Regions from separate parts of the Gossypium hirsutum genome. Here region 2 is linked to region 1. A link is a contact called in public Hi-C data. All regions are on one chromosome and are shown on one strand. The core of a region is the stretch at or near the end of the contact, and the rest is flanking DNA. Distances in the headings are between cores, read along the strand shown.

The links. Hi-C and Micro-C count contacts between places; a contact is called where the count stands out from the background.
Region 2: a Hi-C map of leaf shows a contact between it and region 1, with 2.1 times the contacts expected there. The contact joins two enhancer-like sites. A contact is called at or near these places in 3 of 34 Hi-C or Micro-C datasets (callus and leaf).

What each region holds. Positions count from the first base shown.
Region 1 is chrD11:27,663,246-27,669,020 of Gossypium_hirsutum_v2.1, reverse strand. No RefSeq gene overlaps it. Among protein-coding and RNA genes, the nearest start is that of LOC107913272, 10 kb to the left of the region's middle. Within about 2 kb of position 4,205, at least 2 of the 9 cell types and tissues checked have an H3K27ac peak or open chromatin away from gene starts, as enhancers often do. A contact at or near this core is called in leaf, where this site is marked.
Region 2 is chrD11:27,707,750-27,713,113 of Gossypium_hirsutum_v2.1, reverse strand. No RefSeq gene overlaps it. Among protein-coding and RNA genes, the nearest start is that of LOC107913272, 34 kb to the right of the region's middle. Within about 2 kb of position 1,438, at least 2 of the 9 cell types and tissues checked have an H3K27ac peak or open chromatin away from gene starts, as enhancers often do. A contact at or near this core is called in leaf, where this site is marked.

The DNA of each region.
Region 1 (5,775 bases), core at 2,956-5,455:
TACATTCTCACCAACATTCACATTTTCATTACCTGTCAATTTTTTTCTTGTTGGTGCAAAACTCTTTAAGAAATTTAGCATACCGAGGTATTTGCTTGATGGTGTCCAATAGCGGAATGTTGATCTCGACATTCCTAAATGTTTCGAGAATTTCCTTGTCCTCTTTACCTCTTCGACACTGGTTGAATCGTTCTAGAAATGGAGGTTGAATTTTAGGCAATGGAGGCTTCGGTCGGACCTGTTCTTTTTTTTCAGGTTTTTTCTGGGTGATTTCTTGGCCAAGATTCTTGTCAGGAATCAGTTCCAGTACTTTTCCGCTTCACAACGTCACTACATTTGCATTTTGTCTAGAGTTTGGTTCTATTTGTGACGGCAGCTTCCCTTGAGAGATCAATTTCTTAATCGATGTGGTCAACTCTCTGATGGACACCTCAATTTTCTGTTGGAAATCCTTTGTCTCTTTTTGGAAATTAAGAGTTTGCTGTTGAAAATCAAGAGCATTAACTGCTAACTTATTGACCATGGTTTCTAGAAAATTACCTGAACCTTGTGGCTGTTGCGAAAATCGATTTTGGTATGGCTGGTTATTTCATGGATTGGCCCCATAACTTAAGTTAGGATGGTCCTTCTATCCTGGGTTGTAGGTATTAGCGTAGGGGTCGTATCACCTTTGTGGTGGCCTAGGAAAATTTCCCATAGTATCCAGATGGGCCATGGTATCATCATACATACTGGGACATGCATTAGTTGCATGATCAGGTGTAGCACATATTTCGCATAATCGGGCTGTCTTCGTTTTTTTTGTAATAAGAGAGTTCATCATATTAGTAAGTCTATCAACTTTATCCTCTAAGGTTGAATTACTTAGCTGGTGAACCCTTCTAGAGGGTTCAGTATTGACTCAGAACTGCTGAGAATTTACAGCCATCGTGGAGATCAAGTCTCTCGCTTGCTGGGGAATCATGTTGACCAATGCTTCTCCACTAGCAGCGTCTACCATATTCATCTCCATGGGATTCAAACCTTCGTAAAAGTATTGGAGGAGAGATTGCTCCGTCATACCATGTTATGGCCAGCTTGCACACAACTTCTTAAACCGCTCCCAATAATCGTAAAGGGACTCAGCTTCTTTTTGCCATATTCCAACGATCTCTTTTCTTAGCTCGGCTGCTCAAGACACTGGAAAAAATCTGTTCAGAAACAAACGAGATAAATCAGCCCAAGTTGTAATAGATCTAGGGGGTAAATAAAATAACCATTCATCAGCGGAATCTACTAGGGAGAAATGGAAAGCACGTAATTTAATCTGATCCTCAGTTACCCCCTGAGGCTTCATGATAAGACAAACCATATGAAACTCTTTCAGATGCTTGTGGGGATTTTCATTTTGTAACCCATGAAAAGTTGGTAGTAACTGGATTAAACCTGACTTCAACTCAAAATCGGTATCCACAGTAGGATACGCGATGCATAATGGCAGTTGTTCTGTCGGAGCTTCGGTTAGTAGCCAAATCGTTTGAGCCATTGGTCGGTGTGTTAGATTCGGGTTTTCGTTAACCCTAGCGTTAAGCACTTCTTCTGGTGAGTCAAATTCTACTTTTTCACTTTCAACTGTTCGAGTAGGGTTTTCGTTAACCCTAGACTCAACTTCGTCGTCGACTTCGATTTCTAGCGGTGGGTTACTTTGAGTTCCAACCACTACTGACTGCTTTTTCTGTAACTTTGTCTCCTTGCGATTAGCTCTAGCATTCTTCTCAATTTCTGAATCGAACACAAGAGTACCTGGAGTAGATCTAGTCATAAGAAACAAAAAACAAGATTAGTACGTTTCCAGTCCCCGACAATGGTGCCAAAATTTGATGCGATCGTTGAAAGCACCAAAAATATCCTATCCCTAATGAATAATAAAAAAGAATAGTAAAAGAGAAGTAGGGTCAAATCCTTAGGGACTGGATTTACACAATATCTTATTCCGTGAAATCTCAGGCAGAATCTTGCCCAAGAAAACCTGTGTTCGTTTGGGTCTAAAAATGAAAAATAAAATAAAAACAGAATTAAGATTATTGAATCGAAAATTTAAGAAATTAAAAATAGAGTTGAGAGAAAAGAAATTCTTATTGGAGGTTCTAGCCTCCAGTTGTTTCGTTCCACCTTGGGTTAATCCTCGGCTTTTAGATGATCCTTCCCAAACCGAATAAGCCAGTTATAGTGGAAGATGACGCCTACGACCACCAGCTCCAAGGATTTAGACTTACGATTTAGTGGAACTTGACTCTAGCCAACAATCGCTTCTGTAGGATCGTCTTATGCTATATCAACGCTTCTCAATGCAAATCCCACGCCATTTTGTCTCTTGGGCTCGCCAACCTCTGACGCAGTAAGCTAACGAACCGACTGTGCAACCTTCCCAAAACATACAAAGCGGGCGCCTTTGCATAAGTTGAAAAGCTTACTTCTTAAGGGACATGGACGAAAGCGTCAGCCCCGTAGTGCGGAAAAATGATGAATACTCGGCGAGGAGGCTAAATACAGACTCTAAGCCTCAAAAACCTTTTTTGGGGAATATCGACAACCTTCGACTAGATGAGTTTAGTGGCTCATGGTTGTGGTAGAAAAGAAAATAAATAAACTAAAAATGGAGATTTTATTGAAAGGAAATGTGAGAAGAACAAAAGCCTAGACTTTTGGGGAGAGAGTGTTTACAGAAAAAGATGTATCTCTTTTGAGTCACTTCACCCCCTATTTATAGTGCCAGGGGAGATAGTCTAATCCTACTTAAATTCCTAAAAGATAAATACATTTAATTGAAGATAAATAAAGATAAATAAAATTAAATCCTAAAATTAAATAATCCTTAATAATTATCTTAATATTAATTATCCTAATATAATTAAAATAGAGTCTGATAGAATAAAATCTCTTATTTTTGCATTTCAACCCTTATGTCCTCCATGCTTGCACTTTTGGCACCAACATTTCATTGTGTCGCATATTGGCCCATTTTATCTCTAAATTCACGCTTTTGGCCCTTAATTGTGCTTTTGCCTCAAATTTAGTCCCTATGAGATAAAAGATCATAAATAGCTCAAATTAGCAGGATCATACTTAGAATAAATATATAATTAATACATAAAAATACGTTATTCTAGAGTGTTATCACCCAATGGCTGCTTTTATGGTTGAAAAGTTCTTTTAAAATAACCTCTTGATCTAATGGTAAGAACGTTATGTTGTAGGCATGAAAGCTCGGATTAGATCCCAAGCAACTTCATTCCTTTCCCCCAATTAAAAAAAATGAGAAGTGATGTTGAAAAGTATGGTTTGTTAAGTTCAAGTATTTTGCTTTGCTGTTAAAATTTGCAATAGAAAGTTAAAATGTCTATTTTAGACATGATGTTAGAAAATAAAATAATAAATTTATTTAAATTATATTTAAATAATTTAATATAATTATATATATAATGTGAATTTTATATATATTTTAAATAATTAATATAAATTATTTATAAAATAAATGGTACATAAAATATTTAAGAAATAAATATAATGATAAATTTTATTTAAATTGATGTAAATTATTAAATACCCTTTACATAATCTATATAAATAAGGATATTTTAATAAATATACTTAAAAACACAAAAGCATGAAACCCAAATTTTGTGTTTGGAAAGAAAAACAGTTAATATTTTTTTTGATCCCAAAAGTAATTTGCAGTTGGTTATTTTTGAGGTTAAAAATTGCTTTTGAAACTTTGTGAGCAATGAAAAACAAGGCTTAAGATTGGTTGGTGAGGGTTATTATAAAATTATTTTGATAAATGTATATTTTGCACTTAAAATATATATATCGGAATAAGAAAATATTAAATTCTTGATTGAATTAATGTCACAAATTAATTATATAATTTAAGTAAAAAATTAAAAAAAAACCCATAATTTAATATATCTTGAACTATAAGTTGTAGTATTATTGAATCAAAAATAATTTAATTGTAAAAAAAAGTGATATAATATATCTTCGTATATGGGTGATGATGTGGCATGAGGATTGGAGGCGAAGGTTGATGTATGAAATAGCACAATTTTGGGTATTTTAGTTTGAATTGGGAATAGGTAACATGCAATAGCAAATGCTTCGGTTGGGTCTCATTATTTTAGAAGAGAGATAAAGGTGTTGGGTCTCCACTGTTTTTAGAATTATAGTGATAGAGGCCCAATGAGTAGCAGATTGGGACTTTTTTTGGAAGAATATTGGTGACGAGAGAAACAGTAAGTGTTATGGTGGATATTTTAAAGGTAAACTATTAAAATAGTCACTTTTATTTGGTTCAGGTTATATTTTAGTCACTTATGTTTGAAATGTTACGTTTTAGTCACTTATGTTATCATGATGTAACATTTTAGTCACTGAGCCGTTAATTTCTGTTAACTGTGGCACATTAAATCATCATTTCAAACAAAAATTTTAGGTTAATTTATACAATCGGTCCCCATATTTTTTCGTTTGGAGCAATTTAATTTTTTTCTTTTATGTTTTTTTAACTTTCTTTCTTTTCCATTCTCTTATGCTTCTCCCTTTGTTTTCCTCCTTTCTCCATTTCTTTCAACGTAGTTTTGCTATGTTTTATTTTTTTGAACAATTTAATTTTTTCGAGTGAGGTGAGCTTTTGGACTAGTTACAAATGGAAAACATAGAAAAACTATGTTAAAAGAAATGAAGAAGGGAGGAAAATAGAGGGAGAAGCAGAAGAGAATGGAAAAAAAAGTTAAAAGAACTTAAAAGAAAATTTTAAAATTGTTTAAAATGAAAAAATATAGGGACCAATTGTAGAATTTAACTTAAAATTTTTGTTTGAAATGATTATTTAACATGCCACATCAACTTACCGTTACACCATTGTTGGCAGTTAACGACTCAGTGATTAAAATGTTACAACACGATAACGTAAGTGATTAAAACGTAATATTTCAAACATAAGTGACTAAAATGTAACCTAAGGCAAACAAAAGTGACTATTTTGGTAGTTTACCCATATTTTAATTTCAATAAAAAAAGAAAATTATTTGTTATTGTGTTTCGTATGATTGTTTATTGTTGCCACCTCCAATCCAATTAAATCTCTTACTTAATCGTAAATTATTAACATATTAAAAGCACCATAACATCCTTCTCCACAATCTCAGTTCTCTATGTCACTCTCAACAATTCAACGCCAAAATATTCTCCTGCAATATTTTTCTATGAAAGCAATTGTATCAAATTTTGTATGCATTTTTACCTATTTAAATATCTAACATAGAATAATGATATTTCTCATTTTTAAAATATAGTGTTATTTTTTACTGGTAGGTTTATGAATATACAAGCAATTCCAGTTGATGAACAATGAGACTAGGGGATGGAATTCGGTTCTGAGCAAAAGGCATAAAGTACTACAATGATTACGCCAAAGAAGTTGATTTTGGTATTCAAAGGAATATGTAAATAAGTGTAAAAATAATTGTTTTGTAACATCAAGAGAGCTCACAAGCTTCAAAGAAGGCATTCGTGAACAAAAGAAAAAAGATGTTTTGGTTTGCCCTTCTTTGCATTCTAAATCTCCTCTCATTCAATTTTGATTCCCAAACTTATTTCTTTAGATTTTTATCATTCCACAAGCCATAAATCTCTATAATATTTCAAGAAAAACATCCAAGAACATCATAGATTTCTCCATTGTTGAATTTTTGGGTTTTTAGGGTTTTGATCAAACATTTAGTTTTTGTCAACTAA
Region 2 (5,364 bases), core at 189-2,688, 47 kb before region 1:
ATAAAATATATAAATTTTGATTATTTATGGATTCAATTTTTAAGGATTTAAATCAATATAATTGGAATGAACATTTGTTTGATTTCTTTCGTGTTTGTTCTTATTATAAATGAACAAATGATTTTTGAGATATGCACCGCGACTTCTTGCTTTAGTTATTTAAGTCGAAGATCATGGGGGTTGACTTAGATTCAGGTTAGTGCATCAATTTATCATAAAAGCTTATGGCTATATATATATATATATTGTCCATGCCAAAGGCAAGTCGGTCATTGACATTTTTGAGATATTATATAGGGACATTGTTCTCTTTATAGTGCTCATACAGGATTATATGTGCCACATTATATAATTTTGCTATGGAGTATATTATTTGTGAATCATACTCTGAGAATAGCTCTAAATTTGTCAATAGACTCAATCAGATTTGTTTTATCGTTACAATTATATTTTTTTTGTCCAATTAATTTTAGTTTATTGCTATATATATTTAATTTTTTTGGATGTTTTGATATAAATTTATGTGGATCATGATATATGTTTAAAAATTTTAATTTTAAGTTTGGTTTTATAAAATTTAGTTTTGAATTTTATTATAATTTTTTTTATGGCCGCTTGTTTAAGTGCTTAAAAAATTAATCAAAGGTTAAGGTTTTCGATTTTTAATTGTGCCTTTTAAAAAAATTATTTTGGGTTACTTTGAAACCTGTGGTGCAATTTAATTATGTGACATTAACATGAATGACATATCAACATCTAATGATACAATTTATGTCGCGTGTGATTTTCATCACACCTTTAAAGGTGAATAATGGCACAATGACCAATTTGTTATAAATTGATAATATTAGTGTCCAAATTGTCATAATTAAAATATTAGTGGCCAAAATATAAATTTAGATAAAAATAAGAAATAAATTATTTTTATAGTTTACCTATAAATATATGTGTCAAAATTAAAGCAAATTATTAAAATTTATATAATATGTATTACCTTGAAAACAGTTTTGACGGCAATGGCACACGAGATAATTGAGGAGTTATGGAATATTGTCAATTAGAATTTAACATTTTTTGGCATAATAAAATTATGCATACAACATAACAAAATAATTAAAACACAACACGATAACAAAATATACTCAATAGAATTATTCCAAAATTAAATGACAAATTTTAAATAAATTTAAAAATAAATTAATTCTACCAAAAATCCCATTAGAAAAATTTATAAACACAAACATCATACCCTAAACTTTATGTCAATCAACTTGAAAGTCAAGTAAATTTATGAATGAAGTAGTTTACAGCTACAAATCATAGTCGGTGAAAAATATAAAACGAAATTACAGTTTTTTACTGTTCATGAGTAGTATAGTAATGAGCATCTGAAATGAGCTTATTCAAAGTTTAAAACAGGCCTGGTAGTCGCAAAACATTTCCGGGCTTACTGTAAATGTGGGCTATCATATGCTTTAACTCTTATGGGCAGCGCTAAACCATGAACAATAATTTTGTGGCCCTACTCTCATCACACATTTTATTGTTTTTTCTTTTAATTTTATATATTTATTAAAAATTTTATGAGATATGACAATTTTAGATTCCCCGGGTTAGGTTGGTAAGATTATACAAGCTTTTTCTTTTATTTAAAACCTTCAACTTTACAAAAAAAAATCTATATATTTTAACTTTTTATTTAAAATTTTCGTATGTTTTAACCCTTAAATTAATATTATTTATCAAATAATCTCAAAATTGATAGAAAAATTCATGTTTGTTAATTTTATTGATGTGACATATATATAGATTGCAACATGTATACCACGTAAGCAATTAATTAATTTTTAAGAATAAAAAATATTTTTTATATTGTTTATACTTTTCAATATTTTAATTTTTTTAAATTTTAAAAAATTAATTAATTGTTGACGTGGCATCCACATGACAATCGACGTGGGCACATCAGCAAAGTTAATAAATGTTAACTTTTTCATCCATTTTGAGTGATTTGACAAACAACGTAAGTTTAAGGATTAAAAAAGTGAAAAATTAAATGGAGGATTATAATGATTTTTTTTTGTAAAGTTGGAGGCCCAAATATACCTTTTAAAAAAATTAATAAAAAAAGTTATGAATGTTAAAGATGTGAATTCTTACCACCTTATCTATAAAAACTTTTTTTACCACTTCAATTAAATTTTTTTTTAATATTGTTATACATTTCAATTTTATTAAACAAATTGTTTCACCTAAGTTATTTGTACTTAAATATTTATATAATTATTTAAACTCTTGACTGAATTGGTGTCATTAATCAGCTGGACACCAACTCATTAAAGGAATTTACAAAAATACCTTTATATATTTGAAAAAAATTATATTAATATAAAAATATTTTTTTTCTTTTTATATTTTAAATATGAAATTTTCACACTAAAAATGCTAATAATAAAAAATAAATCTTTAACTTGATTCATCAAGTTTAAAACTGTATCACTGATGTACCAAAAATGAAATTTTTAATGAGTTAAATAAAGGAAGGATAGAGCGAAAAGATATAGATTTCTATTCCAAAGCATGATGATGTGTACGTAACAGGTTTGTAAGTATTTTTGTGTAATTAACATCATTTGATAGATTTTTGAAGGCCTTCAATAAGATTTTTATATTATTCCTAAATTATTTATAATTTTAAAATTATTAAATCGAATAATAATAATATATTTTAAGAATAATCTTATATAATTTCATTATTATATGATCTTAGCAACCTTATATGATTTCCTTAATTTTTATATAATTCGGTAAGTATGGTATAATTAATTTTGATAATATCCATAATAATTCAGGTGTTTTTGATATAATATGATAACATTTTTACTAATTTTATCATAAATTAATATCAAAATAAAGAATTATCTAATATAATTTTTAAATAAGTACCAACAAATTATATTAAATAATATGCTTAATGAATGTTTTAGCTCTCCAAATTTACAAAAAAAAATATTTTAGCCTTCAATTTAATTTTTCATCTCTTTTAATCATTAAACTTATATTCTTTTGTCAAATCACCCTGAATTAGATAGAAAAGTTAACGTCTATTAACTTTGATGATGTGACATACATGTGAATTGTCATATAAATGACATGTCAGCATTTAATTAATTTTTTAAAATATAAAATTATTAAAAATATATTTTCTTATAATTTTTATACCTTTTAATAATTTTAATAATTCTAAATTTTTAAAAATAATTTTTATAATATTTTAAAATTTTAAAAAAAAATTAATTAAACGTTGATGTGTCATCCACATGTCAGTAAAATTAAAAAAACGTTAATTTTTTTTATCTATTTAAGATAGTTTGATAAAAAATATAAATTTAAATATTAAAAAGATAGAAAATTAAAATATTTTTTTATAAAATTAAGGGGCTAAATAATATATATCATCAACATGTAGCACGTAAAATAGTAGGCAGAAAAATCAAATCATAGGGGAATTTATAATATCTTTGTCCTTCCTCACTGTACTTTCATTTGTCAAACTTGTCACATATAGTGTGTTTTGTACTTTCATTTGTCAAACTTTGCGCACACCTATACATAAACTTTTAAAAACTGTTGAAAAGGCTATAAACTTGAGCTGCATGTAGGTCAGTTCCATGTGGCAAGTCTAACTTAAACTAATTAATAATTTGATTGTATGTATTGATTAAATTAAGTAATTGGAATTTTCATGTAATTTAAGTAACATTTTATATTCCAATTTTGTAAATGAAGAAATTTTATTTAAGATTTTAATTTGAATTAACTTTGAATATAATCAAAATTTAATGTAATTATTGGATATTGAAGTATTACATAAAAATATTTATCAATAAATTTTACGTAGGTGTTAATCTTTATGTTTTTTTAATTATGTTTATAAAAGTAAAATAGCTTGCTTAATTTATAATATGAATAGGCCAAATCAAGTGCCAAAAGCTATGAATATGACATTACAAGTCAACAAATACTTCAATTCAACATGCACAAATACTATATATACACATAACATATGTTATATTAATATATAAAACAAAAACAATTTTATATAGTCTTTTAATCTTGTTGGTGGGATTAGGAGATTCCACTAAATGAGCAAAAATCGAAAGAGTAGGATAAGGAGATAATCTCAACAAACAACTCTAATTTCGAAATAACAAAGCACTTTGGCTAAAACCTAAAATTTTTCAAAACTCTCTCAATCTCAAAGATGATGAAGATTATTATTTTAGGTTACAACAACCCCTTTTATAGGCTAAATTCGTGGATTAAATAAGACTAAAATAACCTAGACTAATCAAAGTTTAATTAGAAAACAATAGATGAGTTTAACTAGGAGAAGAAAACCCAGTTAAATTGGGAACATGTCGCAACGTTGCAACATCGCATGCTCCTCGTGGAGACGTGGCCAATCTTCTCATCGAGACATCGTGGTCGTTTCGTCACGACATCGGCTCTTCCTCGTCGAGACATCAGCTTATAAATAAGAGGCACACTCCACATCTACGATGTGACCTGATAAGATATGGCTACAAGATATGCGAATACATGTGACAACAATTCTGTTGAGTGGAAAGCTTTTCTTTGAGAGATGTGTTGCTTAATAAAGGGATACTTGGTAGATGAGGTCCATTGACTTGGCGAGGTGACATTAACCTAGCGAGGTAAGTCTAACAATTGCCTCACTTGATCGAAGGGAGGTTATACAATGACCTTTGCTGAGACTAAAAAGGGTTTTTTATGTATACAAAGGAGTGGCGTAGCATGTCATGTTGGAATTTGAGAAGGATTTTACTTAATTTGTTTAACACGCGTGGAGTATGGTCCATAACGAAAAATTTATTGGAGTATGACTTAAGGAAACGTGCATTAGTGATTACTTAAACTACATACATTACGTAAGTTGTAATGAATTATGGCCCATGTGTTATGCGATGAATGATTGAGGTTGCAATGCGTTTGGGAGATATGCATTAGTGGCTTGTTGAAGAAGCTTTGGTGATCTTTATAAATACTTCCCATATTTGAAACCATAGTGCAGGCTTCTAAGTCCTTTGAATTTGAGAGAAATTTCATTGCAAATTCGTTCTTCTTACACGAAAGGTTGTTAAAATTTTGGAAGATTGCTTGCTTAGGTAAGTTTCCACCTTTTCATTAGCTCTCTCGTTTGTAAGTCTTTTATTTTTTGGGTTGAGGGTTTAAATCTGTTAGAGGTACTTCACTTTCAGTTGTGTTTGTGTCAGAACTTCCTGGGTTGTTATTACCGTGGGTGATTATCGTGGGTACTTTGACGGAAACCACGTTTTATCA